Regions from separate parts of the Oryctolagus cuniculus genome. Here region 1 is linked to region 2. A link is a contact called in public Hi-C data. All regions are on one chromosome and are shown on one strand. Each heading gives the region's core, a stretch centred on a gene start, on an enhancer-like site or on the middle of the called end of the contact. The rest is flanking DNA. Distances are from core to core; before and after follow the strand shown. Region 1 holds the start of PDE7A (phosphodiesterase 7A). Region 2 overlaps PDE7A (phosphodiesterase 7A).

Region 1 (3,528 bases), core at 115-2,614, 89 kb before region 2:
TTGGGGAGGAATGTGACAAAATGAATATGCAAATTACATATCCTACGAAACAGGTCAAGAGCTCTCCACCTTCTCCTCTCTAAAAAATCAAAAGCGAACAAACAAAAACCCACTTCTGGCTAGAAATGCAGCAGCCGCCTCTTCTCCTTTGTCTTCTCAGTATCACTGTTTCATAGGTTTTTTTTTTTCCTTTGCATACTCACTTCTTTCTCAGTTTTGGGTCCCCCCCCTCATCCACTAGCAACCCCCCACCATAATTCTAAATTCACAGCTTCCCTCGCTGCCCCTCCGGCCTGGGAAGGCCCTGGGGCTGCACCTGCCAGGGGAACGCGGGAGTCCAGCCCCGCCGAGGGACTGGCAGTGACGTAGAGCGGAGGATGGTGCCCGCGCGGTCCGCTGACGTCACTGCCGCAGCGGTCCCGAGCGAAGCCCCAGATCGGGAATTCGGGGAGTGAAAGCCAGCGGTGACCTCGCGGTTAGGGCTGAGTGCGGCGAACGCGCCACGTGATTTGCGTTTCTGGAGTCTGCAGGCCCAAAGGGCGCCTCCCGCGTGGGCAGATCCCGCTGCACACCCTCAGCACGCTCCAACACAAGAGCTCAGCGTTGAAGGGGATGCCCCCAAACAGTGGGGCCTCGTGCGCACGCGCCTTCGGTTGCGGGGCGACACAGGAGGGAGCTGCGGGGTGGGCTGCAGAGGAGGCGGGTGGAGAAGGAGGGAGCCGTCTGCGGCGGAGGGGGGAACGCTACGGCCCTCCAGGGTGCGGAGCCGGAGGGCGGCCACTCACGCCCTCGGCCGCTAGCTCCTCTCCCTGGGCGCTGCGGCGGCAGTGGCGGCGGCGCGGGGCGCTGGGCCTGCGGCGCGGCGTCGTGACGTCACGTTGGCGGCGTCCGTGGTTGGCGCAGGGTCCGCGGCTGCAAAGTGTGAATTACGCCGGGCTCGCGCCGGCGGCGGAGTGAAGTCAGGCTCCGGAGGAGGGGAGGGGCAGGACTCCGGCGGCGGCGGCGGCGGCCGGAGCTGGTCGCTGGTCCTGAGCCCCGCGCGCCCTGCGTCTGGCCGCTGGCTCCAGTCGTCTTTAATTGCATCGCGGTGCTCCGTGCCTGCTCCGCTCTTGCTCTGCTGTCCCGGTCCCGCTCCTCTTCGGCCGAGGAGCCCTGGGGCGGCGGGGTTCCCTCTCCGACTTCTGCCTGTGCAGCCCCGGCTTGCACCCCGTTTTCCCCTCGGCCGGAGCTGGGCGCGCGCGCCGGTCCTGGTAACTGGCGCCCCCGCCGCCGCCGAAGCAGCAACACCTTCCCGCCGGCGGCCCGGGCGGAGGGCTGGGGTGGGGGAGGCGTGAGCGCGGCTTCCCGGGCCCGGGTCGGCGGCCGCCCGCCCTGCCCCAGCCTGGGCCCGGCGACCCCGAGCCGCGGCCCCCTCCCAGCGCCGGCGCCGGGGCCGGCGGCCGCGGCAGGGCGGGCGCCGCTCGGAGGCAGGGCGGGCGTATTCAATGGAAGTATGTTACCAGCTGCCGGTGCTGCCCCTGGACAGGCCGGTCCCCCAGCACGTCCTCAGCCGCCGAGGAGCCATCAGCTTCAGCTCCAGCTCCGCGCTCTTCGGCTGTCCCAATCCCCGGCAGCTCTCACAGGTAATCACCACCGCCCGGGGCCCGCGCTTGGGGGCTTCTCTCCTTTGTTTCCAACGGGCTTCACCTCTGCGACACCTCCAATTCCCGCCGCTCACCCCAGCCGAGCCTTGGCCATTGTTTGGGGGGGATTTCGAGGCTGGCCCTCGATGCCTGAGCCTTTTCTTTGAATCCTCGCGGCTGTCCACTGTCTGTCCTCCCGCCGCCTCGGCCCCTCGCCTCGGTGGGAGCCCTTGAGACCCTCCTCGGGCCCGACACCCTCCATGTCCAGCGCTTTGAACCGCAGGAATGACTGTCGTTCCTCTCTTTCCTTCTGGAATTGGGCTCTTCTTCCTCAGCTGTGACCACCGAGCACACCTGTTCACCCCCGACACACCTGTACTCCCCCCATGCACACCTGTACTGGGTGCGCGCCTCTCCTCCCCCAGCTCCCGCGCGCCCCGTGGTGCTTGGCTGGTCCCTGAACAATAGGCCTGCCAGCCCCGTTGCTGTCCTCTCCCTGACTCGGTCCCTACGTGGTGTCAGAGGGACAGGTCCACGAAGTTGACAACTAGGAAATCAGTTTTGTGTATAACAGGGAGATTTTTTTGTGAGAGACACGGCTGATGAGCTCACACTCGCAGGAAGATTGTTTCGAATGGGCCAGTACCGGTTGCTCCTCCGAATTTGATTTTTCTGTAGTGATGCTGTTAGCCACCTCCTACGTTGTGGCTCCTTTTGATGGGCAGATTTAAAATAGGGAGATAGAATTTTGTTTACATCTGAACTGGGGTCCCCCATTTTCTGCTACCAGAAGTTCTGTGTTCATGATCACTTTTTCAAATATATTTTTTCTACTGGTTAGCCAAATATCTTTCATGGAAGTCTGTTTTCCCTCTCCAGTTACATTGTAAGTATCTGGAACAAGATTTTTTTTTTTTTTTTAACAGTGTGGACAGAGCTGATCGATTTTGCATCTAATAACCTGTCCAGTAAATTTGTCATTTGCTTGTTAGCCTAAGTTGTTTCTAGAGAAAGCAAGAGCCTGTATTTGGGCTTCTCTCTGAATCTTTATTCAAAATCTGACTTCTTTCACAGCCCTAAGTGGCATGCTAATGAGATCAGAGCAGACTTGTAAGAATTGCTGATAGTAAGTAGCATTTTAAAGAATACATTGGAATTGGTTTTGAAGAGTAGGTCTGTGATCTGCCTTTCTAGAACTACTTAATGCATTTTTATGTTCCAGAATTAATACTGAAGTGATACCAGTGCACTGCTGACAAAGGTTTTTGACAGGAGTAATGAGAGGTTTTTAATGAAAGTAACTTTGTTCACTTGGGAGTATCACTTTACTCCCTTAGATTAGCAGGAACATGACCTTGATAATTTTCTGTTTCCAGATCTCTGTTAATAATAAAGTCAATCACTGATTTATGAAAGAATAAAATACAAATATTTGTACTCCCTGAAGAGTTAATGAATGAGAAGGAATATTCCAAGGGAATTCAATCAAGGCTGATGCTGGGGTTGTACCTGATGTTTAATTAATCCACAGAGACCAGCTTTGAGCTCCACACCTCCTTGACTCATTTCCTAGCTTTAGTTTTAAATGGGTAGTGGAATTTGTTGCAGATAAAGTGAATATTGTAGAGTTGCACCACATTCTACTAACACTTAAAACTTAGAAAAAAAAAATTTGCTAAGCCCCTAGAGAGAGATGCTTAGGAACTTCTTAAACTGTGGACAGAAACTTTCCTGCATTAACTCTTTTTCTGATTCAGGTTACTCGGTGTTAAAATGACGCCAAGCTTACTAAGATGCTGAGATGGGTATATGAGTGTTTATCACTATCAAGTCTTTCCATAGCATATAATAATAAAGCATATGTACTGTTTATTTCTTTAGGGCAAGGTGGAATTTGTAATAGAAA
Region 2 (3,512 bases), core at 154-2,653:
TCAGATAGAGCTCTCTCTGCCTCTCAAATAAATAAATAAAAATTTTAGTTATTAATATTTTTAAAAAATAGAGAATGTTGTCAGATTTTTTTTATTCCATCACCATTCAATATGAGCTTTCCATACACCGGAGTTAAAACCTTATAGCACTGAATGTTTTAAAAATACATATTTTATTTATTTATTTTTTTGACAGGCAGAGTGGACAGTGAGAGAGAGAGACAGAGAGAAAGGTCTTCCTTTGCCGTTGGTTCACCCTCCAATGGCCGCCATGGCCGGTGCGCTGCGGCCGGCACACCGCGCTGATCCGATGGCAGGAGCCAGGTACTTCTCCTGGTCTCCCATGGGGTGCAGGGCCCAAGCACTTGGGCCATCCTCCACTGTACTCCCTGGCCACAGGGAGAGCTGGCCCGGAAGAGGGGCAACCAGGACAGAATCCGGTGCCCCGACCGGGACTAGAACCCGGTGTGCCGGCACCGCAAGGCTGAGGATTAGCCTAGTGAGCCACGGCGCCGGCCCAAAAATACATATATTTTAAAAAATAATCTCCCAGAGTGATTCATGGTTATATGTATCTATGTGATTTTTATTGGTTTAACAATACACATACAGTGACTGGAGAGCTCCCTCTTGTGGATGATTAAGGAGTGGTCAGGTCTCGAGATCCAGTAGCTTTTCTGCTAAAGATGTCTTTTGACTGATAACATGTCAGTGACATTTTTATCATGTGATTTGGGTGTGAAGTAAGACACTATGAGAGGGCTTGGAATAACGATCCTCAGGATGTGTTGGTTCCCCGGCCCTCTGTTGCTTTAACGTAGGGCTTTCCTGTATTCTTCCTCCAAAGAGGGAAAAGCCTGCTGTCCCACATTTTGTTTTCTGGCCCCGAGCTGAGAATGCTGACTGGAAGTGATGCCCGTGGTGGTAAGCAGCAGGGCTCATGTCGTTCTGGCGGAGGCCGATCAGTCTGTCCAGGTCACTGAGTGAGGTAATGTGATATTTTAGAAGAGAACCCGCAAAGCCAGCTGCTCTTTAATAGTAACTTGATTAATTCACTGAGCCCTGTTGGCTCTCTAAGCTGGATCGGAATGTAGGTAACCATGTAAACTGGAACAGGCCTGGGACTTAGAATAAATAGTCTGAGTTTGAGGGAAGCGGAACTTTAATAAAGACAAGTTTGATCTGTGACAGAAAGAGCTTGTGAGAATAACGGTGCTGGGGTCGGCCTTTGTGTGATCCGGCTAGAGGGTGAGCTTTTCAGTCCGTGTCTGAAGAAAATTGCTAGTTGAATTCTCATAGTCACTCTTTCGTGCTCTGGGTTCCTCGTGGGTCTTCCCGTATAGATTCCCCAGTGGTGCTGCTCGTTCGTTCAGCGTGGTCTTCTCTTGCCGGAGTGGTCTCTGCTTGTTTCACTCAGGCCCTGTCCAGCTGGGCTCATGGAAGCCATGGTGCTGCCTCCCCGCCTCATTCTTCTTTGTTGTCCCCAGGAATTAGTCCTTAGGCTTCTTCCATGCACGGATTTCACTTCCCTCATTGCCACAGGGAAGCCGTGGGCATACGTGGTGGCTGGGAGTGGGGAGTGAGCCTGGGACACTGCAGCTTTCCAGCCGTCTCCAGGTGACTGCACTGTGTTTGTCCTTGATTTCGAGCTCCTGCTCCCTTCTCGTAGATCATATCTGGAAACTACTCCAGGACGGTTCGGGAGACCTCTCCAATTTTCTTTTAGAAAATGTATTCTCCAGTTTGGCATTTTGCTGGGTTCCATTAAAATGTGGTCTTACTACTTGTTCTTCTGAGGATTCATTCTAAAGGAATCAGCCTGTGTACAAAAATTAAATCATAAGAATGTTTATCATAGAATTGATTGTAAGGAAAATAAAAAGAAACATTAACAGCAAAAAGTGTAATTTTATACCTTAAAATAACACATGGCTAATAGAAATTAAATCAAACATATTTATTTATCAATGTGCAAAATTATCCATATACATATACTATAGAAAATAATTCATGGAGGAATATTCAGAGTGCCAGGTATTAAGAGTGATTGCTTATAGTTAACGCTTCCCACATAGCCTGCACCTATTCTGAAAGCTAGGTAGAGTAGAAACGAGGACTGAAGATGCCTAATCCCCAGGAAGAACCAGGAAAAATATAATCTTTTAAAAGAAAGGGGCGAGGGGCTGGCGCCAGGGTGTAGTGGGTGAGACCACTGCCTGCAGTGCCAGTATCCCATATGGGTGCTGGATCAAGTCCTGGCTGCTCCACTTCCAATCCAGCTTTCTGCTATGGCCTGGGAAAGCAGTAGACGATGGTCCAAGTCCTTAGGCCCCTGTACCTGTGTGGGAGACCCGGAGGAGTTTTCTGGCTCGTGGCTTGGGATCAGCTCAGCTCTGGCCGTTGCGGCCATCTGGGGAGTGGACTAGTGGCTGGAGGGTCGGTCGGTTGGTCGGTCGGTCTCTCTCTCTCTCTCTCTCTCTTTTTGTCTCTGCCTCTGCCTCTCTGTGGCTCTTCCTTTCAAATGAATGAATAGGTCTTTTTTTTTTTTTTTTTTAAAGGTGGGGGGGGGAGGTAAAGCCTCAGAGGTTGGGCTCTGCTCTAAAACAAACACTAAAGTAGGAAAAATCCTTATCAGAAACAATTACAGGAGTAGTTGTCCAGAGTGCCCTAGTGTGACTCGGAATGTTCACTTCTCAGGTGGGTTAGTGCCATTATCACAGGGCAGGGCATGCTGGGAGTGGGTTCCTAGTAAAGTATGAGTTTAGGCCCCCCTTCTAATTTACTCACACCCTGTCGTGCCCTCCTGCCTTGACACAGCAAAGAGGTCTTCACTAGAAGCAGTCTTTGAATCTTGGACTTCCCAGCCTTAGGATCTACAACAAACGAATCTTTATAAGTTACCTAGCCTCAGTATTTTGTTATAGCATCACCAGATGTACTAGGACACAGTCCACCTATATTCTGTGTAGAAGAGACTCACTTTAAAAAGTATGGGATGCTGAAATTGCATGCAGTAGCTTAACTTGCTATGCCACAACGCCGGCCACAGATACATGTTTTAATTAGCGATCTGTCTCTTTGGCAGAGGAGTAGAGATCATTTGAGTGGTGAATCTCAGAGGGCTCCTCTGCCTCGTTGTTCCCATTGAGAATTTGGTGCAGAGTTGGTTCAGTAGAATTCATTCCATTCAGTAATGATTGTTTTTTGAAAAGAAACTGGCACATCAGATAATTTAATTAAGTAAAAAAAACAATAGATAGGAACAGCAAAACTTAATGATTAACATTTAATGGGAAAATACTGCCATTAGAACTGATGAAAATTATAACCATTTCTTGCCATTCACTTAAAAGCTAGACGAATCACTAGTTTACTATAGAGCGCATTGAGATAACAAGGAATTGACACATGTTTACACTCAAATCTGGAAATAGTATAAACAAAACTCTCAATAATATCACAGAAACACAGATTTGGAACAAGCAGGAGATAGAACCTATACTGCATATACT

The links. A called contact is a pair of places that touch in the nucleus more often than the background predicts.
Region 1: a contact with region 2 is called in a Hi-C map of psoas muscle, with 4 times the contacts expected there. The contact joins the promoter of PDE7A here to the enhancer-like site in region 2. A contact is called at or near these places in 3 of 6 Hi-C or Micro-C datasets (ear pinna, psoas muscle and an unstated tissue).

Annotation. Positions count from the first base shown.
Region 1 is chr6:91,548,841-91,552,368 of mOryCun1.1, reverse strand. It overlaps PDE7A (phosphodiesterase 7A), which reads left to right and starts at 1,364. Exons shown (of 14, transcript XM_008255575.4): 1 at 1,364-1,622. The coding sequence starts at 1,485.
Region 2 is chr6:91,460,017-91,463,528 of mOryCun1.1, reverse strand. The region is part of intron 4 of PDE7A (phosphodiesterase 7A); the gene reads left to right. Among named protein-coding and RNA genes, the nearest start is that of PDE7A, 89 kb to the left of the region's middle. Within about 2 kb of position 1,403, at least 3 of the 8 cell types and tissues checked have an H3K27ac peak or open chromatin away from gene starts, as enhancers often do.